2 separate regions of the Sus scrofa genome follow, and region 1 is linked to region 2. The links are chromatin contacts, called in public HiChIP or PLAC-seq maps. All regions are on one chromosome and are shown on one strand. The core of a region is the stretch at or near the end of the contact, and the rest is flanking DNA. Distances in the headings are between cores, read along the strand shown.

The links. HiChIP or PLAC-seq counts read pairs in DNA pulled down with a chosen protein or histone mark.
Region 1: a contact with region 2 is called in an H3K27ac HiChIP or PLAC-seq map of alveolar macrophages. The contact joins the promoter of NUS1 here to the promoter of ASF1A in region 2. A contact is called at or near these places in 1 of 5 promoter capture datasets (liver) and 1 of 2 datasets of contacts at active chromatin or transcription factors (alveolar macrophages).

What each region holds. Positions count from the first base shown.
Region 1 is chr1:44,183,603-44,188,607 of Sscrofa11.1, reverse strand. NUS1 (dehydrodolichyl diphosphate synthase complex subunit NUS1) reads left to right here and starts at 2,384. Exons shown (of 5, transcript XM_001928072.7): 1 at 2,384-3,013. The coding sequence starts at 2,599.
Region 2 is chr1:43,212,387-43,218,186 of Sscrofa11.1, reverse strand. ASF1A (histone chaperone ASF1A) reads left to right here and starts at 3,168. Exons shown (of 4, transcript XM_003121238.4): 1 at 3,168-3,725. The coding sequence starts at 3,617. The region is part of intron 7 of MCM9 (DNA helicase MCM9); the gene reads right to left.

The DNA.
Region 1 (5,005 bases), core at 1,135-3,634, 970 kb before region 2:
AATCCTTAACCCACTAAGCAAGGCCGGGGATTGATCCCGTATCCTCACAGAGACAATGTCTGGTCCTCAACCTGCTGATCCACAGTAGGAACTCCAACATTTTTTTCCTTAATATTGTCATTCTTTATGCTTCAAGATCCAGCAGCTAAACTTAGACCAGGCCTCTGTATTTTTACTTAGTGAGGCTTTTACCTTTTAATGAGAAAATGATCCATTTTAAGGGCTATTTGTATTAGTTTAACCACAAGATTACGATTGTTGATAATGAGAAATGTAGTAAATGATAATGTACTTTGTAGGAAAAAACCCGAAATTGTCTCATTTTTCTGCAGTAGATTAAATTACTGAGCTCTCTACTGACCAGACATTACGCTAAACACTTTGTGTACACTATTGCCCTAGTCCTTACAACAATCAAATGAGGACTGGAATAGCATCACCTCAAAAGGTACCATTTCCACACTATAGAGAAGGATACAGGGAAAGGAGTAAGGATGAGTTAGCTGAAAGGCTCTTCCTTAGAGTCCAGACACTTACACATTAACCTAACAGTTTTCTTTTCTGTAAAACTGAGATAGTTCCATCTGACCTACACAGGTCATATGCTTGGTTGTAAAGATTAAGTTAACTTTAAAATATTTTTGTAAACTGAAAAGAAATCAAACACTATTCCCATCATGTTTGGGACTTAATATCTTTCTGAGGCTGTGGAATTCTTTCTGCATTTTTCTGTTCATGGAATTCGAGGAGTTTAGATATGTTTAAGAAATCCAAAATTTGTATTCCGAAACCTTAAAGCTCCTAAAAGTGCCACATTTTATTCCTTTTTTTGGAGGAGGGGGGAATAACAAAATAAGAAATCATTCAGAAAAGAAAGAAGTTCATAAACTTCTTTGGATTGAATGTATATACATATATCAGGACACCATAGTGCAGTTTTCCTTTTATTGTCCCAGAATTGTGGTTGACAATAAAAGGCAATGAATGAATCTGCCTCCTTCTCAGTGCAGAATTCCAGGCAGAAATGGGAGCAACCCCTGGGCATTGTCATTCCTAGCCTACTAGATGCCAAAGAAGAGAAGTGGGCTTCCTTCTCTTCCCGGAGTTCCCGTCGTGTCTCAGGGGTTAACGAATCCGACTAGGAACCATGAGGTTGAGGTCTTGCTCAGTGGTAAGGATCCAGCATTGCCGTGAGCTGTGGTGTAGGTTTCAGACGCGGCTTGGATCCCGCGTTGCTGTGGCTCTGGCGTAGGCTGGCAGCTACAGCTCCGATTGGACCCCTAGCCTGGGAACCTCCATATGCCTCGGGAGTGGCCCCCAAAAGGCAAAAAGACAAAAAAAAAAAAAGAGAGAGAACATCAGAGAAATGTGGCAAGTTGTCAGCTGGGGATGGGCGCGCACGCGGGGGCAGGGGTGTCTGTGGAGTATGTAGCCTAATTTCTTTCTTTCTTTCTTTCTTTTTGCTTTTTAGGGCCGCACCTGTGGCATGCGGAAGCTCCCAGGCTAGGGGTCCAATCCGAGCTACAACTGCCGGTCTATGCCACAGCCACAGCAACGCCAGATCCTTAACCTACTGAGCGAGGCCAAGGACAGAACCCGAAACCTCATTGTTCCTACTCTGATTCATTTCCACTGTGCCAGGACAGGAACTCCAGATTGGCTGTGTAAAAACGATGATACCACACTTTACATCAAACAGAGATGGTGGCTGAGGTCAATCGAGCTGGTAGTTACAATCGCTGAATGAATGAATGAATGAATGAATGAATGAAATGACTGGAGTGACTGGAGTGGCAGGCGATGGAGCTCTCTTTTAAGTACTAAGCAATGAATAGCCTGTAAGGATACCATTTGGCGAGGAATGGCGTGGGCAGAAAGCAGTGTTTCAGGAAGATTACCTTTAATTCAGGAACAATATCCTCATTGCCATTCTTGGAAGAATTAGCCTCAGCTAAAAGGTTTGACCAAAGACCTCTCTACAGGACACACTTTTTTGCCTCAGCATACATTTCCTTTTGGAAACCGTGGTTGACCTCCAGCACCAACACTTACTGAGGGCTACTTTTTTACCCTCAGGTTCTTTCCGGCATTTAAAATTTCCAATCCATCTGAGCCATTTTCACTCCATGGGAGCCGTTTCCCGTTTCTGGCGAGTCTGCGAGAACAGACAGTATAATAAGACTCCCAGGACCCAACACCCAGTCCAACTAAGAAGACCCGCTCGGGAGGGGGAGGGTGGGATCCTGCTCCTCACCCTCCACACTTGTAGGGGGCGCTGTCCGTCCTCCGCCCATCTAGTTCGCAGGCGCACGCCCTCCCTCCAGTCGTCAGGCTAGGCCACATCCTCCGACCTAGAGGCCGCGTCAGAGTTCCACGCCGACCAATCAGAACTGTCCATGTACTAGCTGGGGCGGGGCTGCCGAGGTAGGAGGAAGATGGCGGCGGGGGCGAGATGAGGTGTTGGCAGTAGAAAGGGGTTCGGCTGCGGGGGGCGGGGAACGCGGAGCAATGGCCCGCGCCGGCCGCAGGGCCGGATAAAAAGCGGTCGCGCCGCGGGTGTGGGAGGGAGAAGGGAGGACGCCCGGGCGCCACGAGAGTATGACGGGGCTGTACGAGTTGGTGTGGCGGGTGCTGCACGCTCTGCTCTGCCTGCACCGCACGCTCACCTCCTGGCTCCGCGTTCGGTTCGGCACCTGGAACTGGATCTGGCGGCGTTGCTGTCGCGCCGCCTCCGCCGCGGTCCTAGCGCCGCTCGGCTTCACGCTCCGCAAGCCCCCGGCTGTCGGCCGGAACCGCCGTCACCACCGGCATCCACGAGGGGGGTCGGCCTCGGCCGCCGCCCACCCACGACTACGCTGGCGCGCGGACTGCCGTTCTCTGGAGAAGCTGCCTGTGCACATGGGCCTGGTGATCACCGAGGAGGAGCAGGAGCCCAGCTTCTCGGACATCGCAAGCCTCGTGGTGTGGTGTATGGCCGTGGGCATCTCTTACATTAGCGTCTACGACCACCAAGGTGAGGCCTGGAGTGGCGATGCCGGGGCGTCTGTGGCCACAGGGACCGCACCTCCCGCAGGTGTACTTGGGGCGCGCCGTTCACCGCAGTTCTCCCGGCTCCGCGAGTTTACCTGTTCCGAAACTCTTAAGGGCAAATTAGGGTGCTAGCGCTTTCGAGGAAGGGAAATAGGCTTAATTGCACACCTATTAAGTCCCTGATTCGCTTTCAGTCGCTTTCTGTGTATTTAAAAATATTTCTTATTCGTTATAACGTCTCAAGAAGGTGGGTAATGTTTGTATACCCTTGTTTCACAACTGAGGGAGCCGAAATCAACAGAACTCACTGATTTGACCAAAGTTAGAAAGGTAGTAATAGGATTGAAATTTTAGCCAGTCTGTGCTTTTCCTCAGTTTTAGCTTTTTGTTACACCGATGTGGTTCTTCAGAGAAGCTCAAGGCACTGTTGGTAAATCACAGCAAGCTGAGGAGGATTTATGTCTAAGCTCAGTGGTTGGGGACAGGTGGCATTTGAAGTGGGCTTATGAAAAGTACGTGGGAGACTGGATAAGAAGAAAGGAAAGTGGTCACTTTCTGTCATCAGAGGTCTGGGATGATGTGGGATCCTCGATCTCTAGTGGCCAAGGCAGTACTTGACACAGTAATTGTCCTCCCATAAGTTTTAGTTGAGAAAATTTTCACCATAGGGAATTTCTGCAGCTACAAAAATTCAACATTTATGGGGAAGCTACAAATCTAAACCACAGTGCTTGGCATCTGCTTGAGATTCTTACATTTAATTCCAAGGACTCTAGACTTGTGGGGAGTAGACACACACTCACATGAGTGGCATGCTCAGTAATAAATGTTAGGAGTGAGTAACTGCTGTGAGAAGGGGGAAGAGAAATTCTGAATGGAGGAACTTGAGAAGTTAATGGAGAGGAGAGGAGATTTAAGCCAGACATTGAAAGAATGAGTAGGAGATAAGGCTGGGGAAGGCTCTGAATGTTAGCTTGGGTTTCAGTTAAATCCTGAAAGCACTGGAAATTCCTAAGAGGGAAGAGTGATTTAGGAGTATTGGTATGAAAGAAGGAAAACTAATGTTTTAGTTTTTGTTCAATAAGTTACTGGTGTGCTTTGCAATTTGGTTTTTAATCTTTAAATCTTTGTCAGATAGGCAGGTGTAAGTGTGAGGTTTTGTTAGGTTAGATTGAGGTCAGATAGTAATTCTTAGAGGGTATTAGAGTAATCTTTGGTTGACTTTTCACCTTCCTTGCAGCCAGCAAGGAATATGATGACTAAGTAGCCTGTCATCATCAAGTGATAATTTACCTTGTAAGGTAAAGTAAATACACTCAGGGGCTGACCTTTTATGAAACTTGACAAAGAACTTGACAGACCAGTAGAAATCACAAGACTGTTAAGAGGTGACACAATCTTTGCTTAAGAAATACTGTCTGGGGGGGGAAATAAGCGAAGCAGAAATGGGAATTAATTAAAGCCATTGAGTAGTGTGGTGAATTGACTTTTAAGTGAATCAGTTATGTCCCGGTGGTGATTTTTTTAACCTTTTGGTAGGGAAGGAAAATGAATAGATAAATATAGTTTCACTTGGTGACTGTGCCTCCTAACACAGATTATAATATTGCCACACTTTCTTGTTCCTCTAACTCTTGTTCCTGAATTGCTGATGTGATTCAGAAATATCCTATGTCATAGCACAAAAAGAAAAATGATTGGTAATGAAAAGGAAGAAGTCAAGCTAATCAGATATTGAGTGATAACCGAAAGGAGTTTTAGGGAACATTATCGGTGCAGGTTCACAGCATTTTGTGTTCTACTGTAAAAGCAATTTTAATTCTTTTTGTAAGGGCTAAGGGATTTTTAATTTCCTTGTTTGAAATAAGAGTCTTTCAATTTACTGATTCTTGGTTTTGATTGGTTGATGCATTTGTTTTACTGTTGATAATTGGGCATCTATTAAGTATCAGATACTGTTCCAGGCATGAGGGTG
Region 2 (5,800 bases), core at 1,919-4,418:
GCAAGGTTGGTTTCTTTTGAAGCTTCATTCCTTGACTTACAAATGGCCACTTTCTTGGTGTGTCCTCCCAGGGCCTTTCTTCTGCACCTGAGTGTCCCTGGGGTCTCTTTTTAGGTCCAAATTTCCTCCTTGAATAAAGACACCAGCTAGAATGGATTAGGGTCCACATTAAGGGACTTATTTTAACATAACAACCTCTTTAAAAGTCCTGTCACCTAATACAGCCACAGTCTGAGTTACTGGGCTTGTACTAGAGCTTCAAAATATGAATTTAGGGGTGGGGGCACAAATCAGTACCTAACAAAAGGTAACTAGGTTCATTTCTCTCTGTTCTAGGCATTAATTTAGGCTTTGTTTTAGAGCCGAAGCAAACTTTTTCAGCCATCCTTCCCTCAAGCAGTCTGTACAGAAAGAAGTGATTTGGGGATTACATTCCATGTAGCCCTACAAGCATCATATGGGGTCCCCTTGGGTACTTAATACATAACGACATCCGTGGTCTATTTATCTATCTATCGCAAAAGGGTTAATTAACTGTTTTGAGAGTCACCAAAAAGTTGTTCAGCAACTGATCTTATAGACTGCCTCTGAAACCAGAATAATGGTTTTACAATCCTTTTCTCTAAATGTTTGCCAGTTAATTTAGAAATAGGCAAAGGCACATCTGGAATCCCTTTGGTCTTTCCTGGAATGCATTGTTAATGGTGAGGAAACTATTGCAGAGTGTCCAAAGGCTCCTTAGTATTTTTGAGAAGCAGTAACAAAGAGTTAAGATGGGAAAGGCAACATGAAAGGCCTAGAGTCAACTCTTGGGGCTTTTTTCCCCTTAAATTCTATTATATGTGACATGGTAAACAAAGTATTTTAAAGAAAATAAGCCAAACTAATAGTATCGAGGGAAATCTCATTCTTTTTTTTTTTTTTTTCTTCCCCTTTTATGGTCACTTCAGCATATGGAAGTTCCTGGGCTAAGGGTTGAGTTGGAGCCACAGCTGCCAGCCTACACCACAGCCACAGCAATGCCAGATCTGAGCTGCATGTGCAACCTACACCACAGCTTGCAGCAATGCTGAACAAGGCCAGGGATTGAAATCACATCCTCTCGGACACTATGTTGGGTTCTTACCCTGCAGAGCCACAAGGGAACTCCAATCTTCTTGTTCTTGATGCTGCATATCCACCAAAAACCAATCTTAAGACATAACTTATTACGACACACCTATGGTCAGACTGCAAAATGCACTTGATTTTACCAAGCTTATAACGCCATTTGTGTTGAGTAAGTGGATTAGAACCTCCTAAATGTGCCTGCAACATTCAGGAAACTGCATATACTATTCTCAAGAGAATCACGTTTTATACTTCAAATGGTTATTTATCTTATATATCCAGTGAGTCTTACAGCATACAGCAATTTACACTTTATTTGAGGTAGTATTAAGACCAGCACTAATAACACTGAGCAGAGAATATAGTTTATTAATTTATCAGTCAGCATAATATGCATCTGTCACCACAGTATGACCCTTATACTCTAATGCACACAAACAACTAGGCTTGAGGAAAATTTTGCTTGTAGGTCCTATTTGACTGCTAATGCACTGACAATAAAAATGGGACCCTTGCTCTTAAGTATTTAAATAGTAAATAGTAAATGTGTGTGTAAGTAGTAAATGTGGGAGGACTGGTATTTTCTGTTCATTATTACTTTCAAAAGAGCATCAGATGAAGAAGTCTCATTAAAAGCAACCTATGGAGTTCCTGTTGTGGCTCAGTGGTAAACGAATCCGACAAGGAATCATGAGGTTGTGGGTTCGATCCCTGGCCTTGCTCAGTGGGTTAAGAATCCAGCATTGCCATGAGCTGTGGAGTGGGTCGCAGACATGGCTCGGATTCTGCGTTGCTGTGGCTTTGGCATAGGCGGGTGGCTACAGCTCTGATTCGACCCCTAGCCCGGGAACCTCCATATGCCACAGGAGCGGCCCTAGAAAAGGTAAAAAGACAAAAAAAAAAAGCAACCTACTCAAGTATGAACAAAACTTAAAATTCTGGGCATTATACTGAAACTTTCAGCATAGATGATACTTAAGGAATATTTTCTTTCCTCTAGATTTAATTAGCCAAGTCTAGAGACTTCATTCAAAATTCTTAAGAAAAAAAAGTGGCTTATAAATATCGGTTCTATTAGAGCAGAAAAAGAAAAAAGAAAACCTTTATACCACTCTTACTTGGCAAATAGAAACAGTTCAACAATCTTATAAATGTGTTACGAGCTTATCTTTTCCCTACAAAGATAGTCAAACAGCAAATAGACACTGAATGTGGAATAATCAAGCAACAGTTTCCCTTGTTTGTGGTGCCATAATTTGTATTTACTAACCTTTTAGGTCATGGATTTTTTGAAAATTGCATGTCAGTATTCCTTTGTGATTCCTACTCTCCTTTTCCCTTCTCTATTGATATCTGTTACCTTTTGGTCTCCTCACACTGCAATTTTCTCCTTTTATTTTCCTGTTATGCCCACCACACAGTAGAAACCTGGAGTGTAACTGATCCCACCTCCAGTAATCTTTTTCTTATTCTAGAGTTTCCAGATTGGAATGGGAGAAAGAAGACCGAGGTGCCACCCAAGTATTACCTATTGCACAAAGTGTGTGCGGAAGAGCGTCTTCTCGCCCTTCATTTTGTATCTACTTAACTAACGGCGCTATTGTGCCCAAACGCAGGTATTGGCCAAGAACTACATTTCCAAAATGGCTTTATTCCTTTTGAGTTGGCATCAGTCTATAAAATACAATATACTTCCACTGCAACCAACCCTTTTTCTACACCCAATATTACCCAACATACAGAGGCTGAACCTAAGCTACTGTGGACAACAGATTCACATGTGCTTAATTCAGTAGAGAGCCGGAAAAGCCGTTGGACTGATGTTTAAAAAAAAGCGTTAAAAGAAAAAAACCCACAGCAAGCAATCCCAAGAGGCGGGCGTTGCCTGAGATCACACCCTCCCGCCGCCAGGCCCACGGCGAGCACGCCTCCTCGCCGTGGCCACGCCCCCGCCGCCTCGCCCGTGACCACGCCTCCTTCGACCCCGCCCCGCCGCGGCCACGCCCGACGTGCGGCGCGGGAGCCGCCGGGCCGGGGGGCGGGGCCTGTTCCGCCCCTCCCCCCGCCGCCGCCGCCGGCGGCCTCCGCGCGGGCCTCCCAGCCCGTATTCCACTCACTTTGTTCTCCGCCTTTGTCCTAATCCACACCAGCAGGTGGAGCCGCAGTTAAAGTTTCCGAGTCCATTCCGGGAGCGGGAGCCCATCTTGCTCGCCGCAGAGGCCCTCGCTGGAGGAGGAGGGTCAGAGCTCGGGTGCAGCCAATCGCGGGCAACGCTGCTAGTTATCAGAGCAGAATGGGCTGTAGTTTAGTGAAATAGGAAAGCTGCAAAACACAGTGGAGTGTTCCCGTGTAAATAAAAAGAGGAAAAAAAAGTTTCTCAAGTCGCCGCTGCACGACGTCGGGCCGGCGCCGGGGCGGGGGTCTGCGCTCTCCCGAGCGGCCGCGCGCTGGACTTTATTGTGCCGCAACAAGCCCCCGTTCCCATTGTTTGTGTTTTTTTCAAAATATGGCAAAGGTTCAGGTGAACAATGTAGTGGTGCTGGATAACCCTTCTCCTTTCTACAACCCATTCCAGTTCGAGATCACCTTCGAGTGCATCGAGGACCTGTCTGAAGGTGAGTCGGGCGCCCGCCAGCCGCCGGGCTGTCAGTTGCGGGCTGCAGACGTTGAAAGTTTCCCGGGCCCGGCCTCGCGCGGGCAGTCGGTGCTCGGCGCCGGGCGAGCTGCGGTCTCGGCTCTGCGGAGGGAAACTTGAAGTTGATGGACGACGGCCGCCGAGGCGTGCGCGGCGTTCGGCCGCAGCCGGGGCGCCTGCTGCGGCTCAACTTGCGAGGAACTTGTTCGAGCGGAGGTAGCCATGTTGTCAGCTTTGTCTGGCGGGCGGGCGGTTCACGAGACCCGCACTCTCTCCCGCGGCACCGGCCAGGGGTCGCGCCGGGCTGGCCCCGAGCCGCGAATGGCTTCCACGGCCCCCGCGGTCCCGGCGACGAGGTGGAAAGGGAGAGGCATGTGTGTGGTCGCGCCGGCGAGTTAGCAGCGGAGCCATCTTACCAAGAGTAGAGAATTGGGCCACCGACCCCGGCGTCACGACGCCTCCTCTCCGCGGGTGACGAACACGGCGCCCCGCCTGCCCACCTTCCTGCCCCGGAGCGAGAGGCAGATCCATTTTTAGAGCTAATGCCGGAGTTACCGTACACTCCTGGGTGGCCATGCCCGGCCGCTTCGGGGAGGAGAGCGAGGCTGTCCTCGCGCTGATTTCTGGCTCCCTCGACCAACCAGCGGGGGAGGCGGGCGCAGGCTCGGCCCCTCGGCGCCGCGGGCCGGCGACGGCGCTCCCCGGGGGCCGCGGGTGCTCCCGGGCCGGCGCTCCAGGGCCGGCGCCGGGGATGCTCGAGGCGCCTGGGGGATGCTGGCGCGCAGGCTCGCCCCGACCGGCGTGGACTCCTCATCCTTAAGGACCGAAATCTTCTCTCAGGAAGAAAATATTGCTAGCTAGGTGGTTACATTTAACCCAAATGCAGAAATAAGTAAAATATTTAAATAGTTTCCAGGACCTTATCACTGGTTTCTAAGTAGTCTGAAAGAAGACTTTCTTCAAGAACGTGTTGAACTCTAATTAAAATAACTCCACATCCAAATAACCTGAACATAAAACACAAAAAAGTGGGCTAGGAAATAAAAGGTTAAGTCCTGATGGTAATGCAGAAATTTGTGCCATTTTTTCTAAGTCCATTTTTAAGGTCTTAAAAAAGATAAATATTTTTAGTATGTGCAGTAATATTTAGAAAGCTAAAGTTTGCTAAGGTCTTACTCTCGCGATTTTACTAAAATTGTCCAGTGCTTCATTTTGAAAATTTGAGGAGGAAAAAGTTTTAACTTCACCAACGGTAATTTTAAAATTAAATAGACGTACTTTTAACTTACAGGTGTGTTTAACAAAGTGCATTTTTAAAAATATGCTAACCATGGCATGTAAAGCACTTTCACTTTAAAAATTGGTTTTTAATCTCTATATCATGTATTTTATGTAGGGTGTTAACGTTTTAAATTACAGAAACAACATGCTTACTGTAATAAACTTTTTAAAAGTTGTGCAGACATAATAACGTAACCATTCTCTATACTCAGTGCCTCCCCCATTTCACTCATCTATAAGTAATTATAATACTTTAGTCTGTGCTTTTCCATGTAGTTTTACTACATACATAAAGCCTATGTGCACATATATAAGTAGGGCACGTTTTGAAAGACGATTCATTTGTTGAACTAATTCCTAAATAGGCCATTGATAATAAAATTAAAACAGATTAATAGGGTACTCTGAAGCTACTTGGTTACTTTCCCATAGTATACAGGCCTACATTCATAGGCATTTCAACCACTAGGCCCATTTTCATGCCCATTAGTCTGATTTTTCCTTTTTATTTTCAGTTGCATATAAAAGTGGGCAAATGCAAGAGGGAAACTTTTGATGAATCAACTCCACCTTATACTGGAGTATTTAGGCATTGGAAGTTCTCGAAATTACAAGTATTTGTCAAGTGATGCCTTCCATTTTAGAGCCAGTTCTGAACGGGGAAGATAGATGATTCAGGATGTTGTTAGAGGGCTTTGCCATTGGGTGGCTGAAACCTGCCATTGGTAGAAGCTGAATTGTGTTCCACTTGTAACTGGGATCTGTTTAGAACCC